Regions from separate parts of the Hordeum vulgare genome. Here all the other regions are linked to region 1. The links are chromatin contacts, called in public Hi-C maps. All regions are on one chromosome and are shown on one strand. The core of a region is the stretch at or near the end of the contact, and the rest is flanking DNA. Distances in the headings are between cores, read along the strand shown.

What was found. A called contact is a pair of places that touch in the nucleus more often than the background predicts.
Region 2: a contact with region 1 is called in a Hi-C map of seedling, with 3 times the contacts expected there. The contact joins the promoter of LOC123449413 here to the promoter of LOC123446888 in region 1. A contact is called at or near these places in 2 of 6 Hi-C or Micro-C datasets (leaf and seedling).
Region 3: a contact with region 1 is called in a Hi-C map of leaf, with 3 times the contacts expected there. The contact joins the promoter of LOC123449411 here to the promoter of LOC123446888 in region 1. A contact is called at or near these places in 2 of 6 Hi-C or Micro-C datasets (leaf and seedling) and 1 of 1 datasets of contacts at active chromatin or transcription factors (embryo).

Annotation. Positions count from the first base shown.
Region 1 is chr4H:545,270,299-545,274,763 of MorexV3_pseudomolecules_assembly, forward strand. It overlaps LOC123446888, which reads right to left and starts at 2,574. Exons shown (of 4, transcript XM_045123430.1): 1 at 2,264-2,574; 2 at 1,402-1,603; 3 at 1,077-1,161; 4 at 432-980. The coding sequence starts at 2,511. The coding sequence ends at 667.
Region 2 is chr4H:545,508,501-545,512,965 of MorexV3_pseudomolecules_assembly, forward strand. It overlaps LOC123449413 (ADP-ribosylation factor-like protein 8a), which reads left to right and starts at 2,443. Exons shown (of 5, transcript XM_045126632.1): 1 at 2,443-2,742; 2 at 3,975-4,056; 3 at 4,132-4,286. The coding sequence starts at 2,705.
Region 3 is chr4H:545,432,355-545,436,819 of MorexV3_pseudomolecules_assembly, forward strand. LOC123449411 reads right to left here and starts at 1,890. Exons shown (of 3, transcript XM_045126628.1): 1 at 1,667-1,890; 2 at 473-1,079. The coding sequence starts at 1,060.

The sequences.
Region 1 (4,465 bases), core at 1,324-3,823:
AACTTATACTATTTATTCAATTTTGCGCATTTGTAGGATGTGCTATGGTTTTGCTGAATATGAGTAACTGACAGTAGCGTTCACGTACAAAAACCTAACAGTATCTTGTCAAGGTGTTATCTACGAACAACCTGAATGCATAACTCGTACTTCGACAATGCTACGCCTACGTAAGTGTTTTACGTAAAATCTGATGTGGAGGTGATTAATTGGGCTGGGGCCCATCCCTGGCGAAAATCACGGGGCCAAGAGGATTTTAGATGGAAGGTTACGTAGGCTTTCGTAGCCTATTCGTAGATGTATCATTATTGCTTGTACACTACTGAGAGATGCATGGCTAACCCTGGAACACGGCACTGACCTGTACATACGGCTAAACCAGAATGAGATCATAGACAATTGCAGTAACAAGGGAACTTATCACCAGTCCAAAAGAAAACTAAACTCTATCATATTATTCATCTTGCAGAACATGTTCACTCCAGGTAAACACACAGCCACCAGATAAACCCTTGAAAGGACTTAACGTCGACCTGTACACTACGTAGAATCGACCATTTGTTGAACTAACTAGAGCAGGGAAATCAAACCCTATCTGGCTCAAAGAGCTGAAACGAAACCAAACTCCGAACAACCACTCGGCCAGCTCCTTCGTTTTATTCAGAACTACGCGCGCTTGAGCAAAACGACCAGGATCGACGCGATGGCCAGGAGCACGAACGACGACGGGCCGTTTACGAAATCCTTCTTGGTGTTGACGATCAGGGTCTTCAGCCTCCCCTTGCTCTGGCCCTCGTCCGACGTGGCCACCAGGTCCTGCATGATGCTCGAAAGATTTGTCACCATCTCCGACACGAACGCCTTCATCTTCTGAATGTAATCGCTGAATGCGTCTCCTGGCAAGACAGCATTGCTGCTCTGCGAGCTCTCAGCGTCGCTCTGTTCAGCTTCGTCAGTGACACTGGATGACTCGCTGAGGTCTGAGAACGGGAAGGTGTATGAACCAAGTTATTGCGTATACGTGTCCAATGGTTAACTGAACTAGATATATTATTACATGATGGTTGGGCGCTTACTTGTCTTGTAAAACTCCACAAGTTTTTTATTCTTCATCACAGCTTCCCAGACATTCTTATCAGACGCAAGCGAAGCAACAACATCCTGCAGCCCAAGTAGAACCCATGCTTCAGGTAAATAAACAACAATGTTGGGTTGTTTGCACTTAGTGCCAACTGAAGTTGCATGAACAAAAAAGGGGGCTGACATTATGCCAATATACGAAATCAACTTATCTTCTGATGCTAGCTAGCAGGAAGAAATGGAAAAATCGTGACTCCACAGCACATCATTAGGGTGACGACCTTGACTTGACACCTTCAGTACAAGTTAGAGCTTAATTACCTGAGCTTCAGGGCTGTCCTGTAGCATGGTGAAGGCTTCAATAACACGTGCAGAGGATCCAGAGGCAACGGACAAATTGTCATTCTTCTCTTCATGCATAGATGCTTCTGAATGGGGATGATCCTGAAATGTTTCCTGAGCGACCTTTGTGGGACCACCATGCGACATATCCAGGCGGGCACCATGGGATTCAGTCTTGGCACTGGTTGCATGAACAAAATTCATCAGTTTGTTAGTAAACACAACATCTGTCTTGTACATGAGCCAAAAGGCCCAAAGCGGTATACAGAAGAGCTGAAAAGCGTACAAGAAGAAAAGTAATCGAATACAGAATCATATGACATGGCTAGAAGAACAACTCTACATGACTGACACGTCGAGATACTTTTAGGGTTTGGATCAGGCAATTCTTTAGAAAAATGCAATGTAAACCCTAAACAAGCATTGGCCGTGATTTCTGTGAAGCAAATTCTCATGGCACGATTCCAGTGACAAGCACTCAGCGACAGGCACATCACGGATAAGCATGAAGAGTGCCTAAATTTTTAAAAGAAAATCTGGAATCTGTCTGAAAACTGCTGAACGCTCCTAATACAAATTTTGTGTCACACCAGACAACAGATAAGAACAATCTGCTGGAAAAGAAAAACAGAACGGAGTCAACCACTATAACAGGGCTCTGTCACTGCCTAACAACCAGACGTGCAATCGCATCATTTTGCAACTAACACTTCATGGATATGAAGCACATCTATCAAACCATCACCAGTTTGGCCCATGACATTAGTTAATCTATCTTAGTAAAACAAAGGAAACGGGGAGGAGAAGTGACAAGTAATCAGTAAAGTTGAGCGGTGCGCACATCTCGAAGGCGTCCCTGAGGTCGAGGGTGGCGGCCATGGCCTCGTCGTGGGAGGGCACGGGGCCGAACACCTCGCGGTCGGGGATGTACCAGTCGTCGAAGGTGGCGGCCGTGGACGCGGGGCGGGCGTCGGCCGCGGCGGCGGAGGAGGGGGGCAGGACGGCGCGGCGGGCGTTCGAGGCGGAGCGGTAGCCGCCGATGAAGGCGGCCCTGGCGGCCGCGCGGATCCCCATGCCCCCGCCTCCCATCGCCTCCGATCTCCCTCAGGCTCTGCGGGGGAATCGAGTCGGTCGGTCGATTGATCAAAAGCCCGGGGGGAATGGCGGCGAGTTGGTATTTAAGGGTCCGCGGAGGGTTAGGGAAGGTCGCTTGGGGATTAGGAGGGGATCTGGGCTGTTGATCTTGGAACGGACGGATGGTAGGGTGGGGCGCGGTGCACGACGGGGGACGTCACGTTGTGTCCTTGCGCAACACGCGTATGATCCTTTTGCTTTTTTGTTTCTTGAGTGTGGTATGATCCTTTTGCTGATACGCGGCGGGCAGTTGAGTTGCGTAGGGGATCACGCCGCTTATCTCCGCGGTTAAACAGGCCGAAATCACCGGGCCAAACTAGAGTGATTTGGACCAGTAGCAAATGGTACCCCTCTTTTGCTCCTTTTTTTTTTTTTGAAAACTTCTTCCCACTTTATTCAGCAATAAGGGTAATCATATCGTTTACAATAGCTGGGATGATCTCAGGAGGAGCTGAGTCCATCCAACAGCTAGGGGGGGGGGGGGGGAGATTTAGTTAACTTAGCTAGTTCATGCGCTACTTGATTACTATCTCTACCACAATGATCATATAAAACATGCTTGAATTCCGATCCCAAAAAGAAACAATCATCGATGATTGCCGAAGCTGCCGAAGAAGAATATCCCTTCTTAAGATCCTCCACTATCTCCAGATTATCAGAGTTCACCACAATTTTGCTGCACCTTATAGTTCTTGCAAGGTTGAGCCCAAACCTCACCGCCAATGCTTCTGCAGTGTTTGAGTCATAGCATATATCAATATTATCTGCTGCTGCCAAGAACTGACCTTTTTGGTCCCTGATAATTGCCCCAATCGATCCTCGGAGTAGGTCGTGATCAAAGCCTGCATCGACATTCAGTTTGACATAGCCGTGCGGTGGCTTGCTCCATCCTCCAGTTCGGCCTTTTGCTGTATTGGCACATGCAATACTGAAATTTGCCGACAGTCCACGTATGGCTAGGGCAATTTGAGACGCTGTTTGGATGTCATCTCCATGATATACCTTTTGGTGTTCGAACCACAGATACCAAGCAGCAGTAGCGACCACCTCTCGGAGTTTCGGGAAGCCCAAGAGAATGATTCCTGATGTTTCCATATGCAACAGATCATAAATGGCATCCTCACCCGATTTATACTTAGTGCATACCCTCTTAACAATATCGAACATGCCCAACTGCTTCCAAACTGCTGATGATCTGGGGCATTCGAAAAGGAAGTGACGAATACTGTGTGGCCCCTTCTTGCATTCTGGACACTGGGTTTTGACCTTCATATGCTTGGATGCTAATACAGACCGACAGGGGATAGCTGACTGTAATAATCTCCAGATGAAAATTCTGATTTTTGCAGGACATTCCAGACTCCATACCAACTCCCATTTGTCACTTGGTGAAGAAGACCCAGTACTGACCTGTATTAGGTTGCCAAACCTGGAATTCCATTCCATTTGATATGCTGATCGAACTGAAAAAACGCCATTCTTCGCTGGGCTCCAGGCTATAAAATCATGCATCTCATAAACCGGCAATGGGATTGCTAGTCTTAAAGTTGTCTAGATATGGGGACGTACATATAACACTAAAATGTGTCTAAATTCATTTGTATCTAGAAAAAATCTAAGATGAAGAATTTGGGACGAAGGGTGAGGGGTGCAGTTATGCTCTCGGATAAATAAAAACATGGACACATAAAAGTCTTAGGTTCCGACGTGTTGATAGAAGAAGATTTAGTATAGGCCCAAAGATGGACAACACACCATTTATGGATTAACCCGTGGATTGCAACACAAGATCCCTAGTTGCTAGTTTTCGTCGCCGAGAGCAGGGTGGTCACCCCTTCGCACCCACTACTCAGTTGGGCCTCATCGAGGATGATCATGTTATGATGCTTTAGGATGCACTAGGCCGCCA
Region 2 (4,465 bases), core at 1,193-3,692, 240 kb after region 1:
TCAAACCCGCAGGGTCTGCACACTTAAGATTCGACGTTGTTTTATGCGTATTTGAGTTATATGGTTGGTTACCGAATGTTGTTCGGAGTCCCGGATGAGATCACGGACGTCACGAGGGTTTCCAGAATGGTCCAGAAACGAAGATTGATATATAGGATGACCTCATTTGATTATCGGAAGGTTTTCGGAGTTACCGGGAATGTACCGGGAATGACGAATGGGTTCCGGGTGTTCACCGAGGGGGGGGCAACCCACCCCGGGGAAGCCCATAGGCCTTGGGGGTGGCGCACCAGCCCTTAGTGGGCTGGTGGGACAGCCCAAGAAGGCCCTATGCGCCATAGGAAGAAAATCAAAGAGAAAAGAAAAAAAAAGGAGGAGGTGGGAAAAGGGGGAAGGACTCCTCCTTCCAAACCTAGTTGGACTCGATTTGGAAGGGGAGGGTTGCCCCCCTTGGCTCGGCCGACCCTCTTGGGAGTCCTTGGACCCCAAGGCAAGGCTCCCCCTCCTCCCCCTATATATACGGAGGTTTTAGGGCTGATTTGAGAAAACTTTGCCACGACAGCCCGACCACATATCTCCACGGTTTTACCTCTAGATCGCGTTTCTGCGGAGCTCGGGCGGAGCCCTGCTGAGATAAGATCACCACCAACCTCCGGAGCGCCGTCACGCTGCCGGAGAACTCATCTACCTCTCCGTCTCTCTTGCTGGATCAAGAAGGCCGAGATCATCGTCGAGCTGTACGTGTGCTGAACGCGGAGGTGCCGTCCGTTCGGCACTAGATCGCGGGACGGTTCGCGGGGCGGATCGAGGGACGTGAGGACGTTCCACTACATCAACCGCGTTCACTAACGCTTCTGCTGTGCGGTCTACAAGGGTACGTAGATCGAACATCCCCTCTCGTAGATGGACATCACCATGATAGGTCTTCATGCGCGGCACGTAGGAATTTTTTTGTTTCCATGCGACGTTCCCCAACACCAGCGGCGCTGCCCTTGCGTCTTGTGGTGCGGCGGCCGAACTAATCACCATCCTAATAAAAAAGTAGCGTTACTTTAATGCTTTACTAATCATGTTACTTTTAAAAAAGCAATGTGATGCTGCATCCAAACCCTCTCCCTTCGTCATTCATGCATGCATGTAATGATGTCATCAGATTTTTTTAAAATGATTAAAATTTAAAAAGTTTTATCTTTCAAACCACTAATTCGATCGATGATCCGTTTTCGTCGTTAACTTTGTTTCGACAAAATCTTTAGAACTAGATCCTATGTCAACATGTTTCGACAACTTTTTTGTTTCTCATACTTACCACATTTGTTGTACGTACTTGTCATATTAGTAAATACTTACTTGTCTGATAAAAGTTAACTTAATCGCCATATGTTTTAGAAATTGCGTATAAATATGACATCTCGACATAATCGAACGAGCAAGCACAAACGACATTTTTAGGACGATAACGTGTAAAAATATGACAACTCAACATATTTAAAATCGATGACCAGAAGAAATCTTTTTTTTTTGGTAATTGTTACCCCCTCCGTTCTTAAATATAAGTCTTTTTAAATGTTCCACTAGGAAACTACATACGGATGTATATAGACATATTTTGGAGTATAGATTAACTCATTTTGCTCCGTATATGGTCACTTACTCTTAAAAGACTTATATTTAGGAACGGAGGGAGTAGTAAATATGACAAGTCGGCATAGTTAAACTAGCAAACACACAAAATATTTTTCTGACAAAGTTGTATGTAAATATGACAAGTTGACATATTTAAATTGACAAACGAAACCTATGACATGCGTTTATATCATGTATAATGAAAATTCCTACAAGACAACAATAATTTGTCAATCACGGTCGTCTGGTTTAAACAAGCGTAGTTGATAAAAATCTATACACACAGTTGCCAAGTTGACAACTAGGTTAATTAAATGTGGCTACTAAGTGTCTCATAATCTAACAACTAAATAATAATAATCTGACAACTATCGATGAAAAAAAAGTTGTCGAAACATGTCGACATGGGATCTAGTTTTGAAGATCTCGTTGCGAGAAAGCTAACCGTGAAAACAGATCATCGATTGAATTTATAGTTTAAAAGATAAAACTTTTTAAAAATTCGACATTAAAAAACTCCGTCGCACTGCATGCTATAACACAGGGTCGTACGATGCCTGCACGGATCGCTACGCGCGCCCGCCACACGGGAAGGAAGAGGTGCGGCGTCGTTACTTAGATTTTCCCTTAAGTAATACAGTATAAGTTATTACAAAAAAAAGAGAAGGAGTCTTAACTAACAACAGTCCTATTCGCAGGTGAAACTCCGATTAAAATGGGCGTAGATAAACCAAAAATTTCCTCAATAACATTATCGAAAAAGAAAAGAAAATAATAAAAATCAAAGGCACCAACCCCAGCCCCACCCGGCCACGAGATGCCATATGATTGGTGGACGCCAATAATACCCTCAGCTCTTTCCCCTCTCTTCTTCCTCCTCCGGCCTCCCTGTCGCCCCGCCCCCGCCCCCGCCCCATCCATCCGCGCCTCCAAATAAAGTAAGCGCGGCCACCCGCACCACCGAATCCTCCTCCGCCTCGCAATCCGCCCTCGCCCTGCCGCCACCGCCGCCCCTCCCCGCGACCGCCCAGCCCTTCCTCTTCGCGGAGGAAGAGGGAGCACGCCGCGCGCGGCCGCCATGGGGTTCTGGGAGGCCTTCCTCAACTGGCTCCGCAGGTACGGTTCCACAAGCACATGTCCCGGGTGGCCGGGTTCGGGTTCTCGAGTTTGACGCGCTGCGCATTGCGGGACGGGCGCGGGGTCCGCGTGCGGGAGATCTGGGAATTCCGGGCCGGTCTAGGATTAGCATGCCCTGGTTGCTCGCTGGATCGGATGCTTGCTGGGGGGGGGGGGTAGGACGATAGTCATGTTACCGTGTATTTCGTAGGAAGCTGTTGTTGATGGTTGGCACTTGAAAGAACGTTTTGACCCGTATGAAGGTGATGCTGGTTAGCAGCTGCATGGTGTTATTTGTTTTTCTCATCTAATAATGCCCGTAATCATAAGGAAATTTGGTCCTTCTGGTTATTTTACGTGAGCCAAGTTCAGATTATGCAGTTTTTGTGGCTTTGTGGCGTGCTTTGTGGTATCTTTGTATGGCGCAACTTCTCGCGATCGACTACACATGGCGATCAACGTTATTGATTGAACACGTCGATCATAGTATTTAATCGTGCATGCCCTCCTATCGATATGAGAGCTGAAGGGACACGGACTTTTTCTTTATCTATTTTGTTGAGGAGGTTAATTTATTCGGTGCTAACATCACGTCGTAGAGTGCGTGGAGTCGGATGCCATTTTCTCATGATAATGCCATATTCAGTATTTTTTGTTATCCTGCTTTCTTATGGACTCTATCTTGTCAAGAGGAGAAAAGAAAGCCATTTCCAATATGCATTAGTTAATGTACTTTCCCGTTCCGCTCAATGAACTCTTGAGAAACCATGTGGCACGTGATAAATTCTACCCGTTATGTCGTTATGTTGACTAAGATAGAGCTACCACACATACCATGTAATGCCTCATCCTCGTGATAAATTTACTTAAAGGTTTAGTTTGTGATAATTTGTCGATGCATGCTTACCATTGAATTTGCCATAGTAGAAATAGCCCAAGTTCGGTAATGCTCTCTTGGAATCCAATCATTGGAATGAAAATGAGCTGCCAGTGTGCTGTATGCTATGATTTGTTCCATTTCTACCTACCAGCCAGATAGGCTTTTTGCTTCTTATACATATATAAAAAAGGGGCTTGGGTTTAGAGGATCTCTTCCACATGGCATCATTAAGTGGCGGAGCACAGTTTTGGCATGTGTACCAAGAAAATAAATGGACCGACGTAGTTAGTTACTCATCTTTACTTTATTGGAGCTTGATTCAAGTATTTACATTTTTTTTTTGCACCTTCAGCCTCTTTTTCAAGCAAGAAATGGAGCTTTCATTGATTGGCCTCCAAAATGCGGGGAAAACTTCGCTTGTGAATGTCATTGCTGTAAGTTTCATGCTTTCTTGTCACTATTCATTTCCTGGAGTTGTGCTGATTTACCATGGACAACCTATTCTGCAGACAGGAGGTTTTAGCGAGGACATGATTCCCACAGTAGGATTCAATATGAGAAAGGTAACCAAAGGAAATGTCACAATAAAATTGTGGGATCTTGGAGGCCAGCCAAGATTCCGGAGCATGTGGGAGAGATACTGCCGTGCTGTTTCTGCAATTGTGTATGTTTTTGTACTGTCTATTTTGTTCGTTTCATTGTATGATTAATTATATGCATTGCTTAACACCTATGTTGTCCAGATATGGCGATACGGGTACGGATACCATGATATGTCAATTTTCAAAAACACAGATATGGGGATATGTTTGTATATATGTAAAATAATAATAACACTAATAT
Region 3 (4,465 bases), core at 640-3,139, 160 kb after region 1:
AGATACGTGCATTAGCACAACTACTTCACAGGTGCTAAAACCCCTGCAACGATATTTAGAAGGGGAAAAAAGCAGGGTTTGCTAGTACTATGTTTGTAGAATTAAAGATTTTTTGTTGTCTGGTATAATGACACAAAAGATAGTCGATGTTTCCCCCACCCTTTTTGTTTACAGTTTGACTATGTTGTTAAGCCTACTCGCACTTGTTAGGCTCATGTGCAAGTGCAAGGCTTGCTAAAGAGGCTGATCAACTCTGCTTCTGTACGTACTGTCTGATGCATTACTGAAGAATAGAGCAAATAAATGTAAATGCTATGTCTGGCTCTAAATTCAGTTAGTAGTACATTTCAAGTACAGCAATACGGCAATAATGTATGGTCCTGATTAATCCACCAAAATGATACGGAAGCTCCTTAGGAGTAACATACAAATGATAACAGAAAATTCAGAGCATCAGAACGATTCGACTTACTCGATCAGCACCCTTGCTGTGAGCCTTGTAGGTCTTGCCATCCTTGTTCTCTCCGTACCAGAAGTAGGTCTCGGTCCTCTCGTCGTACAGCACGCCGCCTCCGTGAGCCTGAATCGGCTTGCCGTCGGTGTCGAGCCACACCCTGCCGGGGTGGTAGAAGTACATGCTGTCGTTGCCGCCATGGAGCGGGTCGATGGCCGTCCTCGGCTCCGGGAAGAACATGTCGTGCACCGCCGAGGACTCGTCCAGGAACTCGTCCACCACGGACAGCGGCTTGGTGTGCTCCCCCTTGCGCCGCACGGCCCGCGGGTTCCTCCGGCTCCGGGCGGGCGTCACCTGGAACCTCTCCTCCTCCACCACCTCCAGCTCCCTGAGGACCGTCCGGTGGATCTCGCTCGCCCTGCCGGTCTGCTCATCCTTGCCGTGGGTGACGAGCAGGTGGAAGTTCAGGAGGACCACCAGCGCCGCCAGGCCCCACACCAGCAGGGTCAGGGAGCGGTGGCTCGCCGCGTAGCAGTAGCAGCGCAGGGCCAAAGATTTGGGATGGTGCTTGCTCCTCGCGCCCATGGCCATGCTGCCGCCGCTCATCCGCTCCGGCTGGTATGCGCTGCAGCAGGAGAAGGAAGAAAGGATGTCTTATCAGACTGTAAAAAGATGGAACTTGGAAATTTCCGGAAAATGAGCAGGCTCGCGGCTACATGTGTCAAATCAAGAAAGGAAAAAAGTGCGGCATGGACAAGCCCAGCATTTCGCGGGCGCCAGATTTCATCCCCAATTTAGCGCAGCATGACAAGAAATTTCCCGTGTTTCATAATTTCATTACGAGATGATTTCGGGAAGGTTCGCCAAAACAGAGCGCATCCTTCTCCTTCTCAGATAAGTTCAACTCGAGCGAGCCAAGACGGAGAGCTGTAGTGAGAATCCAGCGAAATTGGCGCCAAGAACAGAGGACAAACCAAGAAACCACTCACTCAGCACGCAAACAAAATGAAAACGAAAAAAGGAGCAGGAAAAGAGAAACGAAGACAAGCTAAGCTCACCATGGCGGGTTGATCCAGGGGGCCGAAGAGGACAAGCTAAAAAAAAGAAGCAAAGCCCAATCCCACCTTGTAAGTAGTACCACCTACTAGCAGAAGAATAAGAATAATAACCTCCCCCAACAACCGATTAAAGAAATCGGCGGAGCTCGCTCACCATGGGCGGGCTGGCGCTCCTGTCCTGAGATCTCGTCAGGCGACGGGGGACGGGAGATGCTCTCCCTCTCCCTCTCTCTCTCTGATTAGATTAGGCGGGCTGTGATCTGGTTCCCGGGGAGATCATGGAGGGGTTAGCTTGGCTTGAGCGGCTGGCAATGCGACTTGTTTGTGTGGCGAATCGGGACGACGAGCGCCTCTGCTTTGCTTTACTCTGGTTCCCCGCGGTCGCGGTCGCGGACAGTGGAGCTGCGGGGGCGGGGCGCTCTGGAAAGAAAGGTCGCCCGTCACGTAATGGTGGGTGGGGAGTGGCGGATTGGAGGGGCGGAAGACACCTGTGCTGCTGCTGCTGCTGCTGTGCGGCGGGCGTGCCGTGCGGCTTGGGTCGGGGACAGGTTGGGTTGCGGATGGTCGCCCGCGGCAGGTGGCCGCCGTGCTTGACATGTCTTGGTTGCTTATATCAATATAGTTTAAAAAATTGAACCCGGTTTTACTCGCCGGTTTATCATAAAGAAAAAAAACAAATATTTAAGGTATATAAAAAAATGATCTCACATCAAATGAATACACATACTCCTTTTAAATACACATACTCCTTTTAAGTAAAAAATATAGGAGTAATATTGGATGTAAACCATTAATGAATCATAAAACGCATTCCTTGCATGAATGTTAGGTGTTTGATTCCTTGTTGATGCATCTTCTTTTAAATATAGTTTTGATCTTTTTACTAAAATACCGTACACCTTTAAAAACAGGCAAGACGTCGGTTCACGGTGTTTTCGGTTGGACCGACGATCTGGTTTGGCTTTTAAAACTATGACTGGATCATTGTTTTGTAAACATAGTCGAAAAGTTATATCAACGTTAATGATGTTCCAAAATAGCTTCAGGAATAGCTCCATTTTCGTAAGCCCTTGAAAGCAAGCGAACCAACATTTGGTTAGACGTTAGGAGGAGAGTGGTATCTCAACCCATCAAGGTTTAAGTTCTAGACTTGATGCTCGCATTATCGTGGATTTGTTTCAGGCCTTGTAACGGTGTGTGTTCATTGGGATGAGATATTTCCATCGACAACGAAGACGTCTATGATGACTTGATCAATTTCAAAATAATATGTCGGCTTAGTCTTTTAGAGGTGTTCATAAAGGTAGGGTTTGCGTCTATGTGTTCATAGGGGATAGTAGATGTGTGTGTGTATTCATAGGGGTAGTAGATGTGTGTGTGTGTGTGTGTGAGTGTTTGTATATGTATTGTTCTAAAAAATCTCGAAAGCAAATGGGTTGCTTCATTTAGGGCTTGTTCGGTTAATCTCAGGGAGGAGGGGATTGGAGAGGATTGAAAGGGATTGAGGTGGAATTTGACTCATAGGGGATTTAATCCCTCTCAATCCCCTCCAAACCCCTTCAATTATGAAAGAACCAAACAAGGCCTTATCTTACATGTACAACTTTTAAAATAACAATCAGACCACTATAGTGCAAGTGATATATCTTAAAAATATATAAAAGAATTGTCAATCTAGAAATACGTGTGGGGTTTAGAAGTCTGAAAGAATATAGTAGATCGTATTTCAGGGCCTACATATCATGTTGTGTGCTCACTCACATGAAGCGTATGTGTCATAAGGTCACCGTTTGATTTTCATTTCCAATTTTTTTCATCTTCACCACGTACTCGGGTAGGGTGTTGCAGTGCTGGACAAAACCAAGATGTGGTGGTGAGCTGCGTCACTTCGGGGCAACCAGAGGCAGTGGAGCAAAACTCCAAGTTAGGGATGCCAAAGGCAGATGGCGGCGTCGCGGAGGTGCGCAAGGAGATCAGAGGGCGTTGAGGACGTATGATATGAGACCCTATCAACAAGGATGAAGGTGGATGACAAAATAGTGTTGAATAGGACAATGATTAAGGAGGTAGGTGTTGGAGCGAAGACGGCGACAAGTTGTCGAGGAAATGGGAACGAAGGAGAGAGAGCAGTTGGAGGTGTCGTGGTGAGGGGGGAGGAGGTCGTTGACAGCATGGTCCCTAACACATGGGAGGACAACTGAGTGTGGGGCATAACGGGGAATTCCTTCCTCTTGCCAACAATTGTACGGGACGGAGCTCTTTTTGTCATTGAAAATTATTTATTTAGCGGCTCGACAATTTTAGTTTGTTATGTATGTGTTCAAAGAGAGAGGAAATGAATATTAAAATACAATTGAGATTTATTTGATAAAAAGTGCTAATTACATGTGATAAGTACATATTAGAAGTGACGCTGAAGGTTTCCTGTCTCGGCTTCTCGGAGAAGGGGGGAAAGTCAAGCGCTCGTTGTATTATTTGGGGTCGGTGCTAGACCAGATAACGGGAATTAATTGACCAATTCTCCTCTCTTCTCTTCTTCCTTTTTAGTCTGGGAAGGCCTTGAAAGGTCCTAGAGCTGGCGTAAAGTTAACAAAAATAATACAACACTGCATAGAGGATCAAAAAATAAAATTACAATAAAATCCTCTCGTTTTACATTCAACACTATATAATGAGAAACCAAAGCAATCATGAAGCTTTTGGCAACCATGCCGAAGGCGACCTTTGATGCCCTTTCGGATTTGGTTTGGATAACAAAGTTTCTGTGCCTTTTTCCCAAATAGTGGTCTTGCGTTATTGAACCCACGAGAAGATGTGCATCACGACAAAGGTTGTGACAAGTTATTAGTAATGAATTAAATTCTAGCTTTTCATTTGTACTTTTAACAATCTTTTTGGGTGTAAGAATTAGTATTAAACTGACATGGATATGAGGTCTTACTCTCATAACCTT